2 separate regions of the Gasterosteus aculeatus genome follow, and region 2 is linked to region 1. A link is a contact called in public Hi-C data. All regions are on one chromosome and are shown on one strand. Each heading gives the region's core, a stretch centred on a gene start, on an enhancer-like site or on the middle of the called end of the contact. The rest is flanking DNA. Distances are from core to core; before and after follow the strand shown.

Evidence for each region. Hi-C and Micro-C count contacts between places; a contact is called where the count stands out from the background.
Region 2: a Hi-C map of liver shows a contact between it and region 1, with 5 times the contacts expected there. The contact joins two enhancer-like sites. A contact is called at or near these places in 5 of 6 Hi-C or Micro-C datasets (liver, skeletal muscle, tail fin and 1 more).

Annotation. Positions count from the first base shown.
Region 1 is chr18:6,227,645-6,234,569 of fGasAcu3.hap1.1, reverse strand. It overlaps LOC120808547 (DNA (cytosine-5)-methyltransferase 3A), which reads left to right. Exons shown (of 23, transcript XM_040161528.2): 18 at 15-105; 19 at 266-414; 20 at 860-945; 21 at 1,066-1,135; 22 at 1,680-1,798; 23 at 2,719-6,925. The coding sequence ends at 2,860. Among protein-coding and RNA genes, the nearest start is that of LOC120807735, 5.5 kb to the right of the region's middle. Within about 2 kb of position 2,984, at least 2 of the 9 cell types and tissues checked have open chromatin away from gene starts, as enhancers often do. A contact at or near this core is called in liver, where this site is marked.
Region 2 is chr18:6,273,163-6,280,087 of fGasAcu3.hap1.1, reverse strand. It overlaps dtnba (dystrobrevin, beta a), which reads left to right. Exons shown (of 20, transcript XM_040161541.2): 7 at 188-342; 8 at 546-645; 9 at 741-907; 10 at 1,360-1,484; 11 at 3,710-3,781; 12 at 4,121-4,286; 13 at 4,443-4,522; 14 at 4,800-4,898; 15 at 6,694-6,790. Among protein-coding and RNA genes, the nearest start is that of LOC120808547, 11 kb to the right of the region's middle. Within about 2 kb of position 2,812, at least 2 of the 9 cell types and tissues checked have open chromatin away from gene starts, as enhancers often do. A contact at or near this core is called in liver, where this site is marked.

The DNA of each region.
Region 1 (6,925 bases), core at 1,735-4,234:
TTTTCTCACACAAGATTGAGGAATGGGGGCCGTTCGACCTGGTGATTGGAGGAAGCCCCTGCAACGACCTCTCCATAGTCAACCCTGCAAGGAAAGGCCTTTTCGGTGAGAGACGTTCTTTGAATCCGTCCGGGTATAAATTCACACTAGTTTTCTGCTATGAATAAAACTGGGAGGAAAGATAAATTAGATTCAATTAATTATTAAATATATTCAAGTGAACCCTGATGATCTTCATGTGAGGCTGAACTTCTCGTCCCCGCAGAGGGAACAGGCCGCTTGTTCTTTGAATTTTACCGCCTGCTGCACGAGGCTCGACCGAAAACGGGTGACGCGCGTCCGTTCTACTGGCTGTTTGAGAACGTGGTGGCGATGGGAGTCAGCGACAAACGGGACATCTCCCGCTTTTTAGAGGTACGGTAGCAGTTACACGGCCCTGAAGTGCACTTATGTAGATGAATGTATACATGTACATTCCTCCGACGGATCCCACACAGTGACTGATGCGGAGGAGAGAAGAAGTATGAAGGCACATGCAGATTTAGTCAGCACATTTAAGAAGTCTTCAGATGCTTCTGTCTACAGAAATAAAGGGACTGAATATTAAATCTTAACAGATTGTAGCAGTGGGGACGACAGACTGTTCATATCTCAGATGGTATCTGAACCTCATTTTGTCTTATATATTTGATGCCACACCATATTACTCCATATTATGTTAATATGTTATACTGTTCTATTTCATGGCGTACTATATTTTATTTCTATTAGATTCCTATATTATATATGCACAGACTTGCCAGACAGGAAGATGTTGACATTTAGTGGAACAGGAAGTTAACCTGCTGCTCCTCCCTAGTGTAACCCGGTGATGATCGACGCCAAAGAGGTCTCTGCTGCCCACCGCGCTCGCTATTTCTGGGGAAACCTGCCAGGCATGTCCAGGTGATACAAACAAACGTCCCATAGTTATCATCAGTCGACCGTTTATTTGACTACAAGTCTGATTTGTTCCTTAAATCAATTCTGAATTCAAATAATTGATGTTTTAATATTTTGTCCCAGACCTCTTACAGCCATGATGAATGACCGGCTGGACCTACAAGACTGTCTCGAGCACGGGCGCACAGCCAAGGTACCTATCCACCTGTGTGAGTGTGTGTGTGTGTGTGTGTGTGTGTGTGTGTGTATGTGTGTGTGTGTGTGTGTGTGTGTACAGTGCTTGAATTACAGTTGTATTAGAATGATATATTTTGGTAGCTTTCCCACCATTTATTTGTGCTCATCACCATATGATATGCAAAGAAACAGACCTACAGTCAATATCAGGGGTGTCCAATAATAAATTGATACTCTTGCAGCATTAATGGGATGAATAGAAATTTAATATTTCTCCTATTAAGTATGATAGACTATAGAAATATCGTATTACATAATTGATGTCCATTTTTACTGCATTGTTTTCCTGCTGTTTGCTCACTTTTTCTCTACCAGCCACAGGACTTATTGGCCATTTATTTAGCAAATGCTCATTTGTTGACAATGACTTTTTCAAATCCCAATGTATTGTAGAAAACAGGGGATGATTTTAGGATTAAAAAAGGGTGTCTGTGTGTGTGTGTGTGTCTCCGTCTCTGTTTGTGTTTTTGTGCGTGCTTGGTTCGGGATGTTAATTCCAGTTTGAGAAGTTGCGTACGATAACGACACGCTCCAACTCTGTGAAGCAGGGGAAAGACGAGCATTTCCCAGTGTTCATGGACAACAAGGAGGACATCCTCTGGTGCACCGAGATGGAAAGGTACGGTAGTTTGTGTTTGCATGTCTGCTCTGTGTGTGCTCCAGCGTGCAATCTCCATGTGATCCTGATACTTCATTAACATTAATAAGTGTTCCATCGTCTGTGCGCACAAACTAGTTAAAGACATTTGTGGCCCAAGACGTCTCATCTTTTTGCACAGCATTGACAGCGTTCCCTGTCGAAACAATTCTGATGCCATGACTACAACTGTCACTTCTCACATGTGTTCAAGGGACAAATCGTAGTTCTGAGATGAGACATGAAGTTGTCAGAGACTCCTTCGGCTCAGCGATCTGGTAGTGTGTGACAGCCTGTCGCCAGTCACGTGGCGTGAAAACCACAATGACTGCAAGACGGCAATAGTGCAGCGATTTGACGGCGTCCAGTCCTGTACTGTGAACGGCGCATTACAAAATACAAAAACACAGATAAGCTGCGGATTATGAGCCTCTAAGTAATGAAATAAAGTCCATTAATTAATTGCGCCAAAATACAATTTTTCAAGTATACATTTTTTAATCTAAAGAAATCTGAAAGGCACTAATTGTCTACAGTATATTAGATCGGGTTTGTTTGGTCAAAGATGTTTGTCACAGCTAACAATTATTGACACTATTGATCATTTTCTCGACTTAATGTTTCATTATTTGGTCTTTTGAATATAGTAATAAGTAACGAAAACTACGTCTTCAAATTGCTGTTTATCTTTTCTGACCAGAAGTTCAAAAGCCACATTTTTTTTTAGATCTACACCAATGAAACACAGTTGGGGGACCAAACAATCAACCAATTAATTTGCCAATCAACCAATCAGTTGCTGATCAACTTTCTGTCCATGAACAATGGATTTGTTGATTTGTTTTCTTTTAAATCCTATTTAAAGTGGAATAATGAAATGCTGTGTGCGTGTGTGTCTCCAGGGTCTTTGGTTTCCCCGTCCACTACACCGACGTCTCCAACATGAGTCGTCTCGCCAGGCAAAGGCTGCTGGGTCGCTCCTGGAGCGTCCCCGTCATCAGGCACCTCTTCGCCCCGCTCAAGGAGTACTTCGCCTGCAACTAGTCATGCACCCTCTCTCTCTCTCTCTCTCTCTCTCTCTCTCTGACACACACACACATACAGTACGTAATGACAAACACACAGTATCGAGATAGTACATGAAGGTTGGCTGAAACGGGACGACCGGACACACACACACATACACACTGTAAAGGACTGCTTTCATATATATCATGTAGACCCCTGGATAACCTTAGTCCCCAGGTGCTACCTTGACAAGTTACACACACACACACACATTATAGAGCTACTACATGAAGGTTGGCTGACCTAGAATGACCCGACTCACACACACACACACAACCACACACAGACAAACACAAACACACAATATCATGTAGATATCATGGATACCACTGGCTAACCTCAGTCCCCAGGTGCTACCTTGCGTGCTTGCTGAGTTACGCACACACACACACACACACACACACACACACACACACACACACACACACTTACTTGTGCAGGGATTCTGTACTGTGCTTCACATAATAACTTCCTGTCCGACCTTGAAACTGATGTCTTCTGGCTTTACTGTGTCATGGCAGCTGGAATTCAACCTTCAGGGGGGCAAAGCTTACAAAGGAGCCCAAACTTTGTTTCCAACAACCCACAATCAAAACACTTCTGATCCAAAACACACAAATACTGTATTAATGTGTAGTTACAGTACTGCTGTGTCAGTTATTGAACTAGGTACTACAGTGCAATGAACACAAACAGCAGTTTTCGCTCATGGTGCTGGTCAGTGGAGTTCACATGGTGCCGCTTTAATACAACACTTTTTGGTGCTCGTGGAGACTGGCCGGCCTCTGGTTTTATTCGGTCTCACAGTTTTGTGGCTCTAATTTAGCTAACAAGCAGGAGGAAGCAACACTAAAGCGGGAATTATTACGTTCGATATATTTGTCAGATTTAGTGAAGGGGTGCTGGGGAGTTTCGAAAAAAGTAAATATGATCACATAGACACGTATTTAGTGATCATATTGTTATTTGTGCAGTGTTCTCGGCGAAAAAGATGCTCTGGATCTACAAATAATTAACAAAACCTTAGACAGATGTTTGTGTGGCAAATAATACCTAAAAACGGTCTTGATCTTCTCCTTAGGGGGACAACGTCTGTCTTAAATCTTGTTAGCCTTTCCCATATTGGATTGGATTTTTGAGGGAATGCCACAGCAGTGAGAAGTTATTTTTTTCCTTTACTCGTGTAAGAAAATTCTATTGTTTACAAAACACCTTTTTGTAAACTAAAAGTAACACCGATTGGCATGTACCCTCAATATTAGGCTTTTTAAAGTAACGTCAGAGCCGAGGTTGGAACGTAAACCTCTGCGGATGCACATCTTCCGTGTTTGAGCGCCCTCTGGTGGTCAGATGCCACTATGAAGAGAGTGCACAGCAAGGGCACACACTCATGATGGGGAGTAAAACAATCAGTCAGCAGTCACTGGGCTACAACAACTGTAAGAAAGTAATGGCTTTTATACTCAATACCTATTAATACTTAATACCTATGAGTGCCAGCATTACGTTGTGTGTTAAAAGTGTATTCTTTTTTTTGTAATATTTTAGGCAGTGATTGTATATTGCGGTTAGCTGATGCTTTGGTGAATATGGTGCAGTATTCTGCACACTGGTAGCATTTGACACACTAGCATGTGTGTAAGCGTACTGTTGTATTGCATTGGTTACTGTTCACTGTTGCTCAAATGATGTTGTCCATTGTTTGATGGAGCCACATTTAAATGATACTGTAAGTCACTGTAGTAATCGTGTCTGATCGCAGCTGTCCACTGAGGTTACTTTGGCCTTTGAGGTTGGATATTATATTTCTTATTTACATACTGTTTGTCCAGGTGAACATATCTGGACGGTAGATGTCAGAATACTGTAACGGGCCACTGTTGTATCATGCTGATGTTGTATACGGAGGGCAGTCTGTGTTCAGATAAGCAGTCATACTGTGAAAGGATGACAGAAGGCAGTCTCTCTATGTAGTCTGGTTTGTTTTTACCCATCACGAGGGTAGCTTTGCTCTGCTTGCTGTGCAGTGAGATTATTTGTGCCTCCAGAGCGGCTCTGCCTCTGAGAAGCATTCAACTAAACACCTGTGTACCTTTTTAGGGAGCTCAGAGTCAGTGGGGTATTTGGTCTGGTGAAAGAGTTAAAAACGAGTCCCGGTCTTCCGGCTCCTGCTTTGCTTCATAAGGATCTAAGATGTCCTCCGTCTATCGCAGCGACGTGCACTGAAGCCAGAGGCCGACCTGTACTCTGTAGACAGGATGCTGGTTTTCTACTTCCTACGACTGAAACAGACGGCCCTGTGTAAATAACCGTTTCAGGGTTTCTTCTGCCTTTTAGCCCAATGCATGCTGGGATACACTCTGTGATCTTGAATAGGAATAAGCAAACTGCTTGTTGTGATAAGGAAATGTTTCAAAGACACTCTCATACACACAGACAGTGTGTGTGTGTCTTATTTACACAGGGCTGTCTTCAGAGATCTCTTTCAGTCTGGTGCTTTCGGACTTCAGGTGACCATCTTTTTCCAGGAAGCCTTCCGATCCTCTGACCTTCCTCAGAGACCAGTTAACAACTGGACACGCGCAGTCTATGCTGACACGCACAGACACACACGCACGCACAAACAGTTACAGAAACCAACAATAAACCAGCAGGTTCAGCGTTTTTCTCCATCATGTTTACTCTTTGTTTATACAACCAACCTCCAGGTGCTTTTTAAACTCTTATACTCTTTTTTACAGTGGTGCAGGTTACACACACACACACGTTTGCTGGAAACACAGTGCCGACGTTCACGCATTCTTCACGCAACTCGTTTAGCTACAAAACATCAACACGCACACACATGCATACACACGTCATCATCCTGCGTTGCTTGGTGCTCCCGACCCCCCTTCCCAACTACCCCCCCCCCCCTCCGCCCCCCCGGTGCTGCATGTCAGTCAGTCAGTCAGTCAGTGTAATCTCCGATTCCATGTTAGTTAGGGAGTAATGATAATAATAATAATCATGGTAATAATAATTACAATAATAATCTGTTATCGTGTGTGTGTACTGTTCCAGGTTGGTGCTCAGTTCAGTTCAGTCTCAGCCGGGAGGGGAGCGAGTGAGGCTGGAGAAAGCATATATTACAGTTAGTATAGTGACCTGTTCTGTTGTACCCGAGGATGCCGGAGGGAATAGTTGAGCCGACGAGCCGAACAGACACTCTCAAACCAGAGCACGTTGAAATAACATGAAACGACGGATTGTCAATGAATAACCTGAAATGATAAATAAAATAAATTCTCGAGAAGGGAGCTTTCTACCTCGGGGAAAAATAGAGGAGAATGTTTCCATGTTAAAAAAGAAAATCAGTCTGAAACACAAAAACATTTTCATGTTCCTTCAGATAGCTTTAATTTACAATCTGAGAAGGGCAAATCTTCAGAACAGTGTTTTTGGTAGGTTTATTTGCAGAAATGGCTGACGGACAACAATGAAAAAGCCGTCATGGGGATTAGGAACCTTCACAGGGATGCTACAATCATCGTATTTATCAAAGAAAGTTGTTGTTATTTGATTTCCTATTTCAAATATTGAATACGCTGACCTACTATATACAAGTAATAGCATCATATTAAACCTGTGACGAGGGGTCACAACTAGCTGTTTTAAAAGGCTCAAAAGGTCCAGAAAGTCAAAGCGAAAGAAAGATTCAGCTCATTTTGCGTGATTTCAACATCTGTTTGAGAGTGCCGACAGGCGAGAGCGAGAGGATTGGAGTCGATACTTTGAAACGATGTGTGACACGGTGATGATGTTTCTGTTCGCCTATCGACAGCTTTTAGGCTGAATGACGCGCTGTTCTTTTATCACTGATACATTCACAAACATTTACATAAATCACACACACTCACACACACACACACACACACACACACTGTTATTAACACACAGATAAGATGCAGAACACCTACACACACAATGCTAAGGCGCATGCAGACACTCATCTCACAGACTAAAGGAAAGATGAGCTTTTAAGAGAAGGAGGACCTGGTG
Region 2 (6,925 bases), core at 1,563-4,062, 46 kb before region 1:
TACTATGAAGACTCACCTTTGACCTTGGGACCCAAAACGTGTCCACGCAAGGCTGAGCATTTATATGTACGTTACGGGTGAATCTGTGGTGGTTAATTGGCACACGTAAACCGCCGTCATGACTGGGGCCCTTTATTAAGAGGAAAGAATTGAATGCATGCTCTGCTCATTTTGTGTGTGTGGGTAGATGTGTTTTCTCAGGTATCTGACTCCAGCGGAGTGCTGGTTCAGTCCAAATTCGACAGTTTTCTGAGGGAGGCTCTGAAGCTGCCCAGCGCTGTACACGAAGGACCGTCCTTCGGCTACACACACACCTCAGCACGCTCATGCTTCCACCAACAGGTGCCCTCACACACCTCAACCACCTCATTGCGCTGTCCTTAATCATATGCAATTATTCCAGTGATAACACTATTGCAGTGAAGATTTGTTTTCTTTCGCCTGCAGATTAGATTATTGACTTCTCCATACATGATAATCATTTTCTTCACTATTCTGTCCTTCTGATGAGTTGTTCCTTTTCTTAATTGTCATTGTTGATGTAGAAGAGGGTGATGCTCAACATGTTCCTGGACATTGTAGCTGACCCTCCTCAGTGTCTTGTCTGGCTGCCTCTCATGCACCGCATGGCCAACGTGGAGCATGGTGCAAACAGACACACACACACTAACATACACACAAACATACATTTAAATTAAACAAAAGACTCATACAATTACTGTCTCTTCTCTCTCCCTCAGTCTACCACCCCGTGTCATGCTCTTACTGTCGTGGCAATGCCATGACGGGCTTCCGGTATCGCTGCCTCCGTTGCCGTGGTTATCAGCTCTGCCAGAACTGCTTTTGGCGCGGCAATGCCAGTGGCTCTCACAGCAACCAGCATCAGATGAAGGAGCACTCGTCCTGGGTGAGTCACTGTGTGATTACTCATTCGTCACACCAGGGGGCAGTGTGTGTGTGTGTGTGTGTGTGTGTGTGTGTGTGTGTGTGTGTTTGTGTGTGTGTGTGTGTGTGTGTGTGTGTGTGGACCTCCATCTCTGTGAGGACCATAAGGAATCTTAGAGCCTAAAGTGGGGTCATTGGAAGGTAAGAGATTAAACAAAGTTACATTTTGTTGGGTCTATTACTTAGTGAAACATTGGTTTTGGGGTTACGGGTGGAATTAGGATAAATTTAATGATTGTGATTGGAATCTAGATAAGGGCTATATCATCATAACGTATTCGAGGCTTGAAAATATCTGTTTAAATATATCCCCTTTGAATAACAATGCTGCAGAACAACATCCTAAAGTCACCCAGATTTGGAATGCTGTGCTGATATTTGTGTTTGTCTGTATTCATGTGTGTGTGTCTGCAGAAGTCGTCGGCGTCAAAGCTTGGCCGAGCCCTGAGCAGGACTCTGGGCTGCGTCTCATCCAGAGAGCCCCCTCATCCTATTTACCCGGAGGAACCGGAGAGGACCCTCAACCTCTCCAACCTGGTGTAAGACCTCACTACACACGCACACACACACACACACACACACTTAAGGGTTGTTTATACTTTATACCAGCTTGCATCAAAGCTTTTATTCTCAATATGGTGTTTGATATCTTCTATTCTCCGAAATGGCAAAGGGTGCATAAATGTACTGTGAAAAAGCAAGGAGATAAGGAGAGTCATCGAAAATACGGCATTCACCAAAAGGAGGAATTGCAAATATCTGTAAACTATTTTCTCATAATCAGTAATTTACTAATTTATTGCCTTTATACAAAACTTGTAAAGTAAGAGGTTAAGTTGAAACACAAAAGCCTAGTTTATGCTTCTCAGTTATGTTTTCAGTGCGACGCAGACGCAAGACCCCCTTGCGTGCCTTTTCACACCTCCTTGCGTACGTTGACCCATTTTTCTAGGCTTGCGTCGAAAGCGAGCAATCCTCCTGCAGCGCACCAGGCTGCGATTGGTCTGCTAACTACATCCTTTACGGAGTCTCAAATTTCCATTTTCATAGCCCGATACCGCCATTACTGAAACGAAGAATGTTTACGAGAGAACGGATCAGATCGAAGAACTTTTGTCGGAAGAAATGCGTAAATATGACCGCTTATACAAGCCGTCATTGGCGGGTTGTATAAGCGGGTTGGATTCATGAAGGGAGATCGCGGCAAACGCCGGTTTGCCGGTCGAGAGGTGCACAAAGTAGTGGAGGAAAATACGGGACAAAATTTCGTGATGAAAAGTCTATGATAAATAAATAAACAACCAACGACTTCAACACACAAAGACGTCACTCTCTAGGTCGTCTTCAACAAAAACACGGTGAATTGCTCTGCAACACACGCAAGCCTTTTAGGACCATGAATTGAAACGAGTGCGTCGACGCAGACGCAGAAGCATGCGCCAGCCTTAAAGTTAAATATCCTGTAAACAATTTAATTGAATTTGGCTACAAAAAAGTTACTGAAATTTAGATTTTTTGAAGACCTTCCGTTTCTAAGAGCTTTGTAGTGTAGTAGTAGAAACCTTCTCTGTAACTACGGCATTCTGACACGCACACCTCGCTTCAATACAGCAACCACAAACTACGCTGAATGATTGACACGAGATGTCCAGGAGCCCTTAATTTAGTTAATGTAACGATTGAAGAAATATTCTGATCAATTTTAAGAAAGTCAAACAAGAAATCTATTGTTTCTCACTATGATTTACACACTTGTTATTTCCTATTTATGATTCTGAAAATCGTGTAACTTCTTGTAAATGTATTTACAAGAAGTTATGTGCCGTTATTCTGTAAGCACCACTTGTGGCCACACAGCGCTGTTGAGCAAAGGGGACATGGTCCTGCACAGTGGCATCATTAACAGCAGGTTAGATCAACAACATCGACAGAAACAATGTCCCATGGTATTTTTAAAACAAATTAAATATGTTCCTGGAATCATAAACAACAACAAATCTTCAAATGACATTGGCATTCCTCTGAAATCTACACAATACAGCTGAATTATTTCCCCTTTTAACCATTTAGGATACTATATAAACTGTTCATTATAGTTCATAAAGACAAATTGAAGCTCTAATAGGAATATTAACACTTACCTTCAAAAATTATAACATTTCCTAAAATGTTGCAGTAACTCTGGCTAAAATAACATTTTGGTTTGAAATCAGAGGTTCAGTTTCATGTACTCAAAAACCTCAGAGAGTCCCACCTCTATGGCGAACCACTCTGGTAGCTCCGCCCCTTGCGGTGGATCCACAATGTTTGATTTTCCAAACATTGTCAGACCGGGTCATTGCAGACCTCCAAGCCCTGGGTGCATAAAGAGATTTAACACAAAGTGAGTATGTTCATTCTGATATTATTATGTTATTGCGTCAGCTTTATTATTTTCATATGCTTTCGCTTCTCTGAATTTCTATAATTTCTCTCTTTTTTTGCCTTCATTGTCTGTTTCTCTCTCTCTCTCTCTCTCTCTCTCTCTCTCTCTCTCTCTGTCTCTCACACATGGTGATCTTTGCCCTGTCTGTGTTTGCTCAGACTAGAACCATTCACTCTTGCATGACTGCACTCAAAAGCACATGAGAGTGTGTGAGTGCAAGAATGTGTGTTTTCTGACAGGCAGGACGTCTTAATTATTCAATGTTTTTATCATTACTCTGTGTTTACTGTGTTGGTAATATGTGTGTTTGTGTTTGTGTTTGTGTGTGTGTGCGTGCAGCCCCGCTCGCCCGGTTGGAAACACAAGTGACGCCATGTTGCTGTCCACTTCAGTGCCTGAGTCCTCCAAAAGGTAAAAACTGAAATGAAGAGTAAAGAGAAAGACTTAGACGTTGTTATATTTCTTGTTGTCACTCATTAGAAATTTGCAAACGATTTTTGATAAATTTGTCCCCTTGTTCCTTCAAAATTACTTTTTTCTCATCACAATTTCTCAATTGTCGATTTAAAAAAATATATTGGCTGTTTACTTAGCAGATTACATTTTCCAGATTTTGGGGAAAAAGTCAGACATTGAAAGTCTCTTTAGTTGGTGCAAAGACAAGAAAACACATTCTATTACATTTACTGATTCTGAAAGAAAATCATTACGAAAAGACGCGAGAAATGAGATAATTTGTCCCTCCTCCAGTTTGGCCGCCGCTCGGCGCATGAACGAGGAGCACGCTCTGATCGCGGCGTACGTGAATCGCCTGCAGAGTGGCCCGCACAGCGTGGACAGTCCACGCAGAGAAGACGAGGAGCACAAGCTGATCGCCCGCTACACCTCCCGCCTGGCCGAGACCGACGGCCACGGAGTGAGTCGACCACACCGCGTTTTCTCGTGCACACGCTACGCTGAATACACATATGCCAAAGATACACAAGCAGCTCTAAAGCGGCCCTTTAAAACACTAAGTCTAATGAGCGATCAACCCACCGTCAGTCGGCTCAAGTAAGTTCTGTTGTTTCAGGTGATACCAAACCGGAGCATCAACTTTGATGTGAACAAACAGAAGAGGGAGCTCATCGCTCAGCTCGAGTGCAAAAACAGGTAGCGGATGAGTTCTTTATATTAAATCCGTCCTTGTTGGTTTGACCCTCTGCTCCTGTCAGTCTGTCACTTGTGTGGTTGTATTTTTGATACACATTTGTGTGTACAAAGGTCACACTGGTGTCTCAGACCTGTTTCTCTCACTACTTAAAGAACACTGGTCTAATTCGCCTTCGTAATCTGCTCAAAGCCAAAGTGTGAGTGCGTGTTCACGGTTTGTCCGGTCATGTGACGCTCGCCCAGCCTCAGCTGACCCGTGTGTCTTTCATTCCCACAGGGAGATCTTGGCAGAGATCAAGCGTCTCCGGGTGGAGCATGACGCGGCGTGCCAGGCAACAACCAACCCGACTCTGCTGGCCGAGCTGCGGCTGCTCAGGTAAACGCGCGTGCACCAGTGCAGCGGTTAGTATCTGCTGTTTGTTTTCATGACATGCCGACAGAAGTGATGCTCAAACACCAGCGACCACTGTTGATCGCGGAGGCGGTGGGCCGCTGCCAGTGGGAAGTCTGCCGCGTGGCTTTGTGGCGCGGAGGGAGGGCGCTTTATGGCAGATGGTAGTGACAGACGGTGGATTTTTGTAAAAAGCCAATGTAACAATCACTTCCAACGTGTTTACGCTGTTTGGGTGGAAAACAAAAACTGCCTAGGGAGAGGAGGGAGACTTTATACAAAGCAACACCAGTCCCACTAGAGCGAGAGATGCAGTAACGATGATGGAAGGATGCTGATACTGCTGCACAGTGATTATATCCTCTATCAACTTATCGTGACCAGACAAGTTCTCTCAGTGAAAATCTCAGTGGCGCCGATGGGAGCAGTGTGCAGTGTGGCTGCTCAAGGGCGCCGAATTCAAAAGAAATAGTGGCTTTCAGTTGTGGAAATAACAAATAGTACCGTTTACTGCTTTTTGGAAAGGGTTTTGAGCGGAATGTTCAAACTATATTGTGATGACTATTGTTTGTTTTCTGACTCTGGACTTAATTATATAACTGCGCGGTGAAGACTGAAACCACCTGAATGACAAACATTAGTGAACACCCATAATTCACTGTAAGAACTCTTCCTCCTACCTTATTTTCGCTCGTAATTTGTGAAGGGCACAGTTATTTGGTGCCCTGAAATGACCTCTCCCATCCCTCTTCACATCCTGTAATTTTCAACCAATGTGTAAATATAAATAATTAACCATAACACTGCTATCTGGGGTTTTCCAACCCTGGTAAGGATTCCCTTGCATTCCACATGATTTCAGTATGAAGTTTTGTTAAATTGTTAAATTATTTGTACATTTTGACTGTTTTCCATATATATATACATATAAAGAAATTCAGTATTTACAGCATTGCTGTAATAAGCCTATCCAATCAAGCCAGTAAAAGTACTAACTTAAATTCTAAAGAGAGAGTGGAAATTTGGAACATTCTGTCAATCAGTTTTACTTTTGAGATTTAAATTACTCAAATCTGGCGTTGCTGCATGACTCACATTCTGGCTTTTTTACTTTATTTACTCATTGTTCCAACTTGAACAATGAGTTCAAAGAGAAAAGAGAAGATTTGTCGCATTTGCTTTTATAACTCATCCAGACCACATGCTGTTTATAAAAAAGTATTGTAAACATCTCATTGGAGCGATGCTAGTTTCGTGAGCCGACTCTGAAACCGTGGCTTCATTTTGCTAACAACTCACTGCTTTTATAGCTTGAATGCATTTTGGGTTGATTTGTACTTGTCAACCGACCTTGGCTAACAGAAGTCTCTTATTTCGCTAACCAGGCAACTTGACAACTGTCGGCAAAAGTTTTGGCAGGTTCCCAACTTTGTTTCATCCACTTATAAAGCTCATGCTACTTACCCAAGCAACCTGCACTGGAGCGTGTTCAGGCTTTTCGATTTGGGACAGAGATTGGAGCTGTTAATCTGGCGGAGTCTAAATCAATTTATACACAAATCTGTCGAATCTATCGAAAAGTGTGACTTGGACATGTCTTCCCTCACAGCTCCCGATTTTTCAGCATTCCGTTTTATGGCCTTTCTGAAACACGCACGTATTGTATGTAACCTCAAATTATTTCTTTCCAACTGTTTTTCTTCTTCCTCCTGTGGGTTCCGAAGCACTCTGGTGCTTTTGTTATCGCCTGACAGTAATGGAGGGTTGTTGTGTGTCGCAGACAAAGGAAAGATGAGCTGGAGCAGAGGATGTCGTCTCTGCAGCAGAGCAGAAGGGAGCTGATGGTTCAGCTCGAGGGACTGATGAAGCTGCTCAAGGTGACGCGCAAATACACACACACACACACTCTTTTTATTGAGGCGCACTAGAGGGGAAAGTTTCCCCTTTTCTTAGGGGCTCCTCTCAGCAACAAACTCTCTCTCTCTCTCTCTCTCTCTCTCGCTCTCCTCCTT